2 separate regions of the Sminthopsis crassicaudata genome follow, and region 1 is linked to region 2. Evidence: chromatin contacts called from public Hi-C data. All regions are on one chromosome and are shown on one strand. Each heading gives the region's core, a stretch centred on a gene start, on an enhancer-like site or on the middle of the called end of the contact. The rest is flanking DNA. Distances are from core to core; before and after follow the strand shown.

The links. Hi-C and Micro-C count contacts between places; a contact is called where the count stands out from the background.
Region 1: a contact with region 2 is called in a Hi-C map of hippocampus, with 2.5 times the contacts expected there. The contact joins the promoter of CHCHD2 here to the promoter of CRCP in region 2. A contact is called at or near these places in 2 of 2 Hi-C or Micro-C datasets (fibroblasts and hippocampus).

The regions. Positions count from the first base shown.
Region 1 is chr4:458,283,928-458,290,335 of ASM4859323v1, reverse strand. CHCHD2 (coiled-coil-helix-coiled-coil-helix domain containing 2) reads right to left here and starts at 1,637. Exons shown (of 4, transcript XM_074263973.1): 1 at 1,298-1,637. The coding sequence starts at 1,347.
Region 2 is chr4:458,147,096-458,153,655 of ASM4859323v1, reverse strand. It overlaps CRCP (CGRP receptor component), which reads left to right and starts at 1,357. Exons shown (of 6, transcript XM_074263968.1): 1 at 1,357-1,479. The coding sequence starts at 1,472.

The DNA.
Region 1 (6,408 bases), core at 388-2,887, 140 kb before region 2:
GCAAGGAGGAGATAAACTCCACTCTCCTCCCTGTGGCAAGCAGGAGACATCCATCATTAGGGTCCTGTATAACACTGGTTGAGTATTTCAAGTCCCATGGGACTGAGGGTGGCCCCAAGACCCAATCAGGCAGTGGATTTCATTTAGGCTCAAAGGACTGGAAGCAGCAAAGTCCTCCAATCTAATGCAATCCCGCGTTTGCAGAGCAGGAAGGCAAGGACCTTCCCCAAATGGGGCAACAGGAGCTGTGGATGCTGGCTCTAGGACCTGATCAAGAATTCAAAACCAAAACTTAAGCTTCTTAATTTAGTTCATTTTCCATGAACTGAGTTTTTTCTTTTGATAACCGCAAGTCAACGTAATTGGTTTCTTTGGTCAACTACTATTATTAAGCACCTATTACGTACCAGCTGCTTTAGAGCTAGAGGTCGGTCTAAGGCGGCAGGGGACGGGGGAGGGAGTGCAAAAGCAGCTGCGGGGGAGACGCAGAGAGGATAAATCCGAAATCATCACCCAGGGAGGCAGTATTTTAGCTGCGGCTCGGAGAAGCTGGAGGGAGGTGGGAGCGAGCTCCAGACACTGACGAGAGAACTGGGGGAGGGGAGTCAGGATGGGCTCAGAGATTTGGGCTTTCTCCCAATAGTGAGAGGAGTCCCTGGAGATCACTGACAAGAGCGCTCGGAGGGGGGAGGGGGAGAAGGGCCAGGAATGATTATTCGGGGTTGCGGGAAAGGGGACTTTACATCCCGGTGTTAACGCCAGAAATCTCATTACAATTTATTTGAAACTAGATTTTTCTTTTTCAATTTTCTTCATCCAGCCTTTGAGTCATTAAGAGTAATCAAGGCCCGAAGCCCAAAAGCTCGGGAGGAAAAGCATGGGCCCGGGGCGGGAGCGGGTGGTAACGGTCGGGACAAGGTCCGAGATCCGCCCTTCTGGGGCCCACCCCTATGCCCCGGACGTTCAAGATCCGGGTCAGTGTGGCCGCGGTCCGATCCTAGTTCGTTCCTCCCAACCTCCCCAGAGCCGGGAGATGAACTGCGCAGCCCGGGCCTCCAAGAAACTGCTGGAAATTTTCTCCCCTCCCCCCCTCGTGAATCACATGGCCCTCGAGGGGAGCTAGAGGCCCGCGAGAAGAGTGGAGGAGGGACGACGAGAACCCAAGGAGCAGCTGCCCCTCCTCCCGCGGCCTTCCCGGCTGCGTCACAGCGCTTCGAGCTCCCGTTCTTCGCCTTCTGGCTTTACCCCGGAGCCACCCCGCCACGGTCTCGTCACCCGGCGTCGCCTCGTCTCTTACCTGGCCGGTGGGGCCACCCGGGAGGTCCGGCTCCTGCTTCCGCGCGGCATATTCGACTCCTAGGGGCAGAGGTCCTGGGGAGAAGTGAGAGGCGAATAGTGGTGGCGGCTCTTTGGGGTGGTTGTCTACAGTCCCCAACCAATCAGGGACCAGCCATCTGCGCGCCCTCGGCCAATCAACGGCCGCCAACCTCCTCGAGCCACCACCAGCCAATCATCGTCTCTCTCGCAAGGCCTTTCCGGCTCGCCCCCCTCTGACCGCATCGTGAAGGTCACTAGAAAGAGGGGCAGAGTCTCGCATAGCGCCCGTTGAACGTCATTTGACGAGCCGTTCGTAAGCCGGAAGTAGGCGTCGTTACCCAGCAACCGCCGTTCGGCTTGATCCCGGAAATGGGTTTACCGATCCTTTCCTTCGAGCGGGGAAAGGTGGGATTGGCCCGCGAGGTTCGGAGTCTGTGCTGGAAGTACTCTGGGAATGTTCTGGGTCTACCCCGGGGTCTTTGACTCTAGGGACAGAGCTGCACCGGCTGTGGGAAAGCTCTTCGTATCCCTCCCCCCACGGTGCGGGTTCGGCAGCCTAACCCTGGTCCCGAAGACCTGTGGCCGGGTCTGTTGTTCCATCCCCTTCCCCCAATAGTTCTAGCTGGACTGGCCCACTTGTAGGAACATTCCGCCAATAAGCAATTTATTAGGCGCCTGCTGTGTGCCTGCCATTATGCTCGGGGCTGATCATATGGGGGGGAAAACAAACCCAGAAACCGATTCCTGCCCTCGAGGGTCAGAGAAGTAATTCTGTCAGTGTAAGGGGACGGCCCAGGACGGCTTTTTCAATAAGGAGACGAGCTGAGTTTCAGAGGTCCCAGGGAAGGGGAAAAGAGGGAGCATTTCTCCAGGACTGTCGGGGGATTGGCGATGATGTTAGAGCAACTGCGAGACGGGAAAGTGAGCATTAACGTGGGGAGGTGAAGGGAGGAACAAATCAGGGAGGCGGAAAGGGGAAAGTGGCAAGAGACGGAGACCGGAACCGGGGGAAGTGGGGGAAAGGTAGAATCGGCCGGATTTGGTCAGTAGCTCCATGTGACAATGGGAGTCGCCAAATGTCGGTGCCCATTATGTGCCAGGTGCCTCGCCAGCTCCGGGGGGGCCCACGTCCCTTCTATCAGGAGAAGACGCGCATCTGCGCGAGCCTATAAATGGAGGGCCGTCCGGAGGAGCCTGGCACTCCAGGCCACCGGGAGCCTCAGAGGTTTGGGGGCTGATGGCGCCCGAGAGGGGGGTTATGGGAAGCCGAGGCAGGGGGCAGCGGCGCAGGAGGCGGCCTCTAGGTGGCGCCAGTGGCTCGCAGGCCGTACGCGGAATCGGGACCCGAAGCCACCTCGGCTCTAACGCTGAGGGACCTTCGTAGCATCCGCCTCGAGGGTAGTTGTGGGAACCGAACCCAGTGTATGTGAAGCGTCCACATGGCTGTTATATAATGAGCATAGAACCAGGTGCAGGGATGCTAAAAGTCAAAGGAAAGTGGTCTGGGGCGGTAGGGAGCCATGGGAGCTAAGGAGGAGGGGAGTGACCGTCAGCTCTGCCCGGGTGTCCTACAGAAGATGGATGGAACGAAGAAGCAGTGGAAGGAGAACAGGGAGGAGACGGCGATGGGAGCCTGAGCGGAGTGGCGGACTCAGCACACATACGGACAAAAACTTTAGTAGCAGCTCTCTTCACGGTAGCCAAAAATGGATATGAGGTTGGGGCCCAGTTATCAGGGAGCCGCCGAACAGATCGGGTATAGAAATGTCTTGTGACGGAGAGAGCGGAGAGAGTCCGCTCGGGACGCGGCGCTGGGAGGCCCGAGCGTGGGATCACAGCACAGGATTTTCTCCTTGTTAGTTGCGTTTTGTTTTCTCATTTTTTCCCCTTTTTGATCTGATTTTTCCTGTGATATTGTAGAAATATGTATAGAGAATTGCACATGTTTAGCATATATTGGATTACTTGCCGCCTGGGGAGGGGGGGGGGAGAAGAGAGGGGAAAATTTGGAACAGAAGGTTTTGCAAGGGTGAATGTTGAAAACCATCTTTGCATGTGGTTTGAAAATCAAAAGCTTTTATTTAAAAAAAAAAGTTATGTGATATTGTAGCATAAGAATGGAGAAATGACAGATTCAGAGGAAACAATGAATGCAATGACCAAAATTTGAACATTTTAAAGAAAAGACACTTCTGAGAGTCTTTAGAAATATGCTCACAATGAGACAATGGAAGTCCAGAGGCCTGAGCATGAATCACGTCCTGCTCCAGGGGTTGACCTCCTTAAAATCCAGAATGAGACTTGGACTTTCGGACATGGCTAGTGGGGGGAGGGGTTACTTTGCTGCTCTCTGAGTTTGTTGGGCGGGTTTAATTCTTTGTTTTTGTTAAAAAATGGAGGGGGACATGCAATGAGAAGAGATCATTTTTTAAAATTAAGTTAGCTACAAGAGATTTTGTGGAGGCAAAAATGGCAAGATTTGGTACCTTGGAATTAGAATGAGAAGTTAAGACACCACACCAAGATTATGGGTTTGGGAGATTAGGAGGAGGATGTTATCTTTAGAAAACAAGTCGAGGAGCTAAGTGACTCAAAGGATAGAGCTCTGCCTGGAGTCAGGAAGACCGAGTTCAAATTCCACCTTCAACAATGAAATTGACAATTTCAACCTAGAAAACAAAGAACTAAACCCTGATTACTAAAGAATTTGGAAAGCTGGGGCAGCTAGGAGCGCAGTGAATAGAACTCCAACCCTAAAGTCAGGAGTCAAATGTGACCTCAAACACTCAACACTTCCTAGCTATGTAACTATCACTTAACCCCAATTGCCTCAGCAAGAAAATAAAAATAAGAATTTGGAAAGATAATTCTATTTGAACATGTTGAGTTTGGGAGTTTTTCAGGGCATTTGATTTGAAGGGTCCAACAGCAATTAGTTGTTGATTCAAGACTGAAACTCAAGGAGAAAGCCTGAGACTAAATATGTATATCTGGAAGGGCATAATTAATAGGATTAAAAAACCGCATGAGAACTGATAAAATCACCTAGAGTAATAGCCTTTTTAAAAAATCATTTTATTTCCCCCTCCATACAAATAAAAATGATTCTTAACATTTTTTTTTTTAACTTTTGAGTTCCAAATTGTATTTCTCCCTTCCCGATACCTCCTTCCTGAGACTATAAGTAATCTAATGTATTAAATATGTGCAATGATATAAAACATTTCCATAAGACATTTATGCAAGAAGATTCAAACAAAAAAGTGAAAAACAGTATGTTTTAAAAATTATTTTTCTAATTGCATTTTAATGTAACTGTTTTCCTTTATAATCCAATGTGTTTTGGGTTTTTTGCATTTTAAAATTCTAAGACAGGTCCATAGGTGTCACTAGACTGAAGGGCAGCAGACCCATTTTGTGCCTGTGTCGTTATCCAGTCTGCTCAAGCATGGTAAGGGTAGTTGGGAAAAGGGTATCAAAGAGGAGAGATTGAGCTAAGTGATCACACTGAGTGTGAGGGCTAATAAGGGCAGATGAGGTTATAGTATACTTGCCAGGTATTTAGAAATGTGGACCAGAAAAGGTGGAAGTGGGAGATAAAACTCAGGGAGTCCTTTGCATAGAAATGATCATTTAAGGCAGGAGAGAAAAAGGAGTGTCATGTTTGTGACTACTGCCTGTTTTTGTAAGTTCCAATAAGTCTAACATACTTATTTTTAAAAAGGGCCTGACATCCAATGTTGCTGGAGAATGAATACAATAAATGCATAAGCACAGGTTCAAATTACTGAGGAAGAGAAAAAGTTTATATAAGAAAAAAAAACTTCGTGTCTCAGAGGGATGGCAACCCAAAAAGCTGTTTTATTATGTAAGCACATTATAGAGTCCCCTAAAAAGTATCAGGAGTCTACAGGACTATCTATAGTCCTAATCATCTGGAGGTAAGAGGTTTTCTGGAAGAGGGAAGTCATACCCACATAAGATTGTTAGATGACAGGAATATGTGCCAAAGATAATGATACAAAAAATAACTGATCTAGTTTAAGGGGGGGGGGAAGGCTGCAGCTGTAGCTATGGGTTCCAATAGAGGAAGTCTTCACAGAACTAAAAGGATTCCCTCTACCTGTTCAAGAATTAGGCAGCCTCCTTCACTCAAGATCTCTTGGAAACCACTATAGGGCAAGGGTACTTAATTTGGGGTCCCATGAACTTTTTTTCCCACTTAATAGTATTTTTAAATTTTTTTCTAATTACATGTAAAAATAGTTTTCAACATTTGCTTTTCTAAGATTTTTATTTCTATTTTTTTCTCCTCTGCCCACTCCCCAAGATGGCAAGCAATCTCATATATGTTATATATGTGCAATATATATGTTTCAATAATATGAAATTAAACATATTCCATAGACTTGTTTTTAAAAAATGTTTTGCATGACTTTTTAGGGAATGTTTTGCATAACTTGTGCCTTCTCAATGGAGGGAAGAGGGGAGAAGGGAAGGGAATCGGGAACCTCGAGTTTTAAAAACTGTTAAAATTTTTTATGTAACTGGGGAAAAATAAAATATTAAAATGTTTTGATCACTATATTTGAACATAATTAGTTTCTGTAATCTTAGATATTTTATTTTATGCATTTAATAACATAGACATCACTGGGCTGCCAAAAGGCCCTTATGGAAAAAGTGTTAACCACACTGTCCTTTGTACATCTTATTGACTTCACTTTTAAAAAAAAATTTTTTTATTTACTTTGAACTTAAATACAAAAAGAAAAAACAAAACAAAGCCTAAAATCTTTTCAGTGTACACAACACAACATAGACTAATATAAGACCATGAATTTTCATTTCAGACTGTTTATTTTTTCTTGAATACTATATAATACTATACATTGTTTTCAAAGCTACTCTGCTTTTTCTATGCTTCTAAGTTTTCTTTTGTTCACTGCTGTGTACATATTTTCTCACTTCCTTCCCACCCTACCTAGAGAAGGATATGATTAAATGTATATCTCCCACACATACACACATACAGACACACATGTGTAAAACCACATTATACATACTTCTATTTATCACTTCTTTCTCTGG
Region 2 (6,560 bases), core at 108-2,607:
ACAACTTTTGTGCTTATCCCAGTAAATCAAGACATCCTCAAAAGGTGGCGATAAACTAAATAAGGTCTTCCATTCATTCATCAAACACTTAGTAATATAGAAGCTACCCCATGGTTGGCCACATGGTCATAAAGAATGAGAAAGAGACATATATCGACTTCTATAAGTCGATATAAAATTCCAAGAGTTTTATACGGAGAAAACCAATAAAGGGTGAGACAACCCAGGCAGACACGGGGCATATTCATTTGCTTGGTCCTTCAGTAGGATGCCTTTCTGACCCAAAATAGGGGAGGACTGAGTTTAAAATCCCAGTCTACCACCTATCTCAGCCCATCCGAGTCAATATCTTTCTAATGAAATTAACTGCTACCTGCTTAGCATTAATTGTTTAATCAATTAAATCATTAAGAGTAGGGATGCTTTCCTTCTTTGTCTTGGTACCTACTACCTGGAGGAAACTAGGTGCTTAATAATTGGATTGATTGAAAAACTGTAATTAAGGACCTGCTATCCCCACCCCCACCCGCACTGGTGCAAAGTACTGGAATGGGAAGCTCAGCCCACCAACAAGCACTTAGTAAGTTTTGCCTTTTCTTTGTCCCAAACCTTACTTGGTCATTGTTGAGGTCCTGAGGTGAGTAATTGTTTTGGCCCCTCTCAAGTGGCGTTTTTGTTTTTTGACGAGGTAAAAAGAGGCTATTCTCTGCCTCAGTTTCTCACTCAGCCTAAACTGAGGCGACATCTTTCAGGGGTCAAGGCCGCGTAGGAATCGAGGCTCGGTCCCTTTATTTGCAGCTTTCCCCCGTCCCGCGGGGGTGACTGGGGCTACACAGCGCTCAGCACTCGGTAAGCACGACGTTTACGTCGGGGGATCGCCGCTGGGCCCGGAGCAGGCCGGGGACTGCCCGGCCCTCCCTCCCTGCCTCCAGTTTGCGTGGGAAGGCATCGCCCCCGGACGTCACAGGGTCCTTTGAAGGGGGGTAAACAACAACAATCTGCCGCACTTTAGCACGGAGCCTGGCAGGGCGGAAGCTTTATTGATTGACACCGTGTGGCAAGCTCTACGGGGCATCTAGGGCTGGCGGTGATGCCTAAGAGGGCAAAAACGATCCATGACCATGGGGGGAGGGGCACGTCAAAGCGAGGCTGTGTCTGCCCGCGGGGAGCCAAGTCTGCAGACCCTCGGCAAAGGCGAAGGCCCAGCGCGTGCGCGGGTGCGGGGCTCCCTCCCGGACCCCCAGCCACAGGAGCAGGCCACCGCAGCTCGGGGATCAGAGCTAAGCGAGCGCACGGCCGGCATCCGGAGGCGGCCCCGGCGTGCGCGCGCGCGTCGGAGGCTGGGCTGCTCCGTGACGTAAAGCCGAAGCCCTGCCCCCTCCCCCCGGCCGGCCCCGCGGCCTACGGCTCGGTGTAGAACCCGGATTCCGGAGCCGTGGGGGAGCGAGGAGGAGGAGGAGGAGGATCCGCGATGGAAGTGTGAGTGGGCAGCCCGCGCGCGGGGGATGAGAAGGGAAGGCCCTGGCTGGCGTGTGTCCGTGTGTATGTCTGTGCGTGCGCGTAGGTGCACACGTGCTTTGTGCGTGCGTGCGCGTGCATTTCTGGACTTGCAGGCGCGTGCGTTTGTAGGAGTTTAAGCTCCTACTATGTGCCCCGCACTAAGTGCTTGGGAGACCGAGTAAGGCCAAAGATTGGCCCTGGGGCGGGGTGCGTCCGTGTTTTCGTTCCCGCGTGGGCCGCGGTGGTGAGGGTGGGAGTAGGGCGCGTGACCATCTGGGAAAGGCCATGCGTGTTAGCGATTCTGCTTCCTCTCTCCCCGGGCCCCCGGCCCACCTTCGCGCCCCGACCCCCCTCACCTCGGACATTGGACTCCAGACAATGGCCACTGGCCCTTTTATCAGCATTTTTATATAATCCTCAGAGGTGGGGGTGGGGCCCCGGAATGGCTGTTGACCTGCCCGGCGTCATGCCTTCGGGTTTTGCTGACTTTGTCTCCTGCACGAGGACTCGGGCTCCCTGTGGCCTCTGACCTTGACCTGACACTCCCCTGTTGATTTTCAGTTTCCTCATCCTAAAATCCATCAATCAGCTAGCACTAGTTAATGGACCCAGCGTCAGAGGGCGGATGAAGACCCAAACTTCCTCGTGGAGGGATGATATTTTTAAATAAATTTTTTAATTGGGCAAAATCTGCCTTCTTTCCTCTGCTCTGGTGGAGAAAAGAACAAAACAAAGCCTTTATACCAAACTTTCTCATGCTGGGAACGTGTATTAAATATGTCCGGCTCAGCCTGCCTCTGGAGTTTAGGAAGTGGGGAGCACGTCCCCCGGAGACTCCCCTGAATTTCAGGGAATTGATTTCCGTCTGTGCTCAGTGTGTGCCGAGAGCTGCTGAACCTTTAGAACTGGCCGATATTGCCATGAAATGATTCAGTTAATTTCACTGTGTTAATTACTGCTCCTTTTTGGAACCACGCCCTGCTTCATTTAGTTCATCACCTTCATATATACTCGTTCAACCACCCATCGTTTCAGGTTCCAGCTCTTGCCACCACAAAATTAGCTGCTATAAATCGTTTTGTACACATGGGCCTTCTTCCTCTTTCTTTGATCTCTTTCCTTTCCTCTTTCTTTCTTTCTTTCTTTCTTTCTTTCTTTCTTTCTTTCTTTCTTTCTTTCTTTCTTTCTTTCTTTCTTTCTTTCTTTCTTTCTTTCTTTCTTTCTTTCTTTCTTTCTTTCTTTCTTTCTTTATTATAAAAGCTTTTTATTTACAAAATACATGCAAAAATAGTTTTCAACATTCACCCTTTGCAAAACTTTGTGTTCCATATTTTTCTCCCTTCTCTTCATCCTTTCCCCTAGACAACATATAATCCAATATATACTATGCATGGGTAATTTTTTACAACATTATCCCTTGCACTTACTTCTATTCAGATTTTTTCCCTTCCTCCCCCAACCCCCTCCCCCAGATGGCAAGCAGTCTTATATATGTTAAATATATTACAGTATAATTTAGATACAATATATGTGTGTAGAACCGAATTTTTTGTTGCACAGGAAGAATTGGATTCAGAAGGTAAAAATAACAGTTTACATTCATTTCCCAGTGTTCCTTTTCTGGATGTAGCTGGTTCTGTCCATCATTAATCAATTGGAATTGGATTAGTTCTTCTCTATGTTGAAGAAATCCACTTCCATCAGAATACATCCTCGTACAGTATCATTGTTGAAGTGTATAATGATCTTCTGGTTCTGCTCGTTTCACTCAGCATCAGTTGATGTAAGTCTCTCCAAGCCTCTCTGTATTTCTCCTGTTGGTCATTTCTTATAGAACAATAATATTCCATAACATTCATATACCATAATTTACCCAACCATTCTCCAGTTGATGGACATCCATTCATCTTCCAGCTTCTAGCCACTATGAAAAGGGCTGCCACAAACATTTTGGCACATACAGGACCCTTTCCCTTCTCTAGTAGTTCCTTGGGGTATAAGCCCAGTAGTAGTATGGCTGGGTCAAAGGGTATGCACATTTTGATAACCTTTTGGGCATAATTCCAGATTGCTCTCCAGAATGGTTGGATTCTTTCACAACTCCACCAACAATGCATCAGTGTCCCAGTTTTCCCACAGCCCCTCCAACATTCATCGTTATTTGTTCCTGTCATCTTAGCCAATCTGACAGGTGTGTAATGATACCTCAGAGTTGTCTTAATTTGCATTTCTCTGATCAATAGTGATTTGGAACACTCTTTCATATGAGTGGAAATAGTTTTAATTTCATCATCTGAAAATTGTCTGTTCATATCCTTTGACAATATATACTAAACATGTGCAATTCTATACATATTTCCATATTTATCATGCTGCACAAGAAAAATCCGATGTCTTTGATTTCTTTGACTAGAGCTAGTAATAGTTTCTTTGGGTTAAAGGGTATGGACAATTTAACAACTTTTTGGGCATCACTCCAAACTGCTTTCCAGAAAGGCTGAATAATTCACTGTGGTATTGATAATGTATTAATGTACCTGTTCTTTCTCAGCCCCTTCTGCATTTCTCATTTTCTCCTCCTCCTCCTCCTCCTCCTCCTCCTCCTCCTCCTCCTCCTCCTCCTCCTCCTCCTCCTCCTCCTCCTCCTCCTCCTCCTCCTCCTCCTCCTCCTCCTCCTTCTCTTCTTCTTTTACTTCTTCCCCATCCTTTGTCCATTGGATGAGTATTGTCCATTTGTTGTTGTATGAACCATATTGTCCATATTAATACTGGAATGGTTTGCCATTTCCATCTCCAGTGGATTAAGGCCAACAGAAATTGTTTTAATTTGATTTCTGTAATGATTGGTGATTTAGAGCTTTTTTTTCCTCTCCATATATATTGGATTTCTTCCTCTGAAAATATTCAGTCAATTTCCTTTTATTTCTCTTTATCAATTTAGGCATGGCTTCTGTTCTTGGAACTTTGAGATTGAGTTCTCTTTATACCTTAGAAATGAGACTTTTTTTCAGAGAAACATACTGCAAAGGTTCCTCCCTCCCTCCCATTTACTTGCTTCTCTTCTAATTTTACCTACTTTGGTTTTGTTTGTACAAAGACTTTAAAATTGTTTTAACAGAATTTTTCTGTCTTGGTCTCTAAATTATGAATTGCTGGAGTTGAACAAAGCAGGGTCTAGGGGCAAGTTTTAGAAATCCAGTAGAGGTTCAATGAAATACAATTTGCAAACCAGGAAGGTGGATTACAGTATAATCATTTTCAGGGCTTTAGATGTTTCCTCTGACAAGCCCATGAATGCAGGACAATAGTTCTTTTTCTTTCTTTCTTTCTTTCTTTCTTTCTTTCTTTCTTTCTTTCTTTCTTTCTTTCTTTCTTTCTTTCTTTCTTTCTTTCTTTCTTTCTTTCTTTCTTTCTTTCCTTCCTTCCTTCCTTCCTTCCTTCCTTCCTTCCTTCCTTCCTTTTTTCCTTCCTTCCTTCCTTCCTTCCTTCCTTCCTTCCTTCCTTCCTTCCTTCCTTCCTTCCTTCCTTCCTTCCTTCCTTCCTTCCTTCCTTCCTTCCTTCCTTCCTTCCTTCCTTCCTTCCTTCCTTCCTTTCTTTCTTTCTTTCTTTCTTTCTTTTTTTAAATAAATCTTTCTCTTTTTTTTCTAATTAAAACTTTTTAGGGGGCTGCTAGGTGGTGCAATGGATAGAGCACCAGCCCTGAATTCAGGAGGACCTGAGTTCAAATGTGATCCCAGACACTTAACATTTCCTACCTGTATGACCCTGGGCAAGTCACTTAACCCCAATTATCTCAGCAAAAAAGGAGTAATTAAAGCTTTTTATATTTAAAATATATACATGGATCATTTTCAACATTCATCCTTACAGAATAGGCAAGGAGTTTGGTATAGACTTGGGTAGTCATGCAAAGCATTTCCATATTCACCATGTTGTGGAAAAGTATGCTCCAATCTGCATTTGGACTCCATCAGTTCTCTCTCGAGGTAGACAGCATTTTTCACCATGAGTCCTTTGCAGTTGTCTTAGATCATTGTATTGCTGAGAAGAGCTAAGTTATTCACAGTTGATCATCGTACACTATTGCTGTTACTGTGTATGATGTAGAATGTATATTTTAAAATTTAATATTAAAATGGCAGGAATGTATTTTTCCCTTTCATTGGAAAAAAATAACAATTTAAAAAACCATGCAATAAATAGGTAAAGTCATGCAAAACAAATTCCCCATATTGATTCTGTCCCAAAAATGTGTATCTCAGTCTGCGGTCTGTGTCCGTCACCTCCGTCAGGAAGTTGGTTGTATGTTTCAATATCTGGTATCATGGGTGATCATTGCTTTGATCAAAATTCTTACTTTCAGTGTTATTTGGCAACTGATTTCATATGAGGGTTTAGGGGAAAGGGGAATTCTATTTGGATATCAAAGTGACTAGAAAGATGGAGGGGCAGGAAAGGAGAATTTGGAGAGGGGAGGGAGGATTTTTGGGAGGTGAGTTCAGTTTTGTGATATTGAGTTTGAGGTGCCTGCAGGACATCTCCTAGGCAGCCCCTAGCCCATGGTGCAAACTGGATGTCCATGCGAGGCAAGAAGGCCCCAGGCTGTGCTGGGCTTCATTTACAGGAGATGCATGGGGCGACAAGGCTTGGGCACCTTTGGGATCGAGTGCCCCCTTCAGTGAAACCAGAGATCCAACCCATATGAAAACAGCCCTTGATCTCAATGAGTTTTATTTAACCCTTTTTTCCCCAGGGTTTTGTGGCATATTGGTAAATAAGCTCCTTAAGTAGATGGATTCTTACCTCATTTTGTAAGAAAGAGAAAGGGATGTCCAAGTCTTTCTAGCTTGCCATGGTCTCTAGGAGAAAGGACTTCTTGAGTAGAGTGTATTGAGTTTTGGTTCATTTGCCTCAAATGCTTACCAGTTGGGTGGCTCAAATCAGCTAACTTCCCTGGGCCTCGGTTTCCCCCTCTGATATGAGACAGATTCGATATCCTATAAAGCCTCTTCCAGCTTTGAATCTTTGATGCTGGTGTCTCCTCCCTGCCCTGCCAGTGG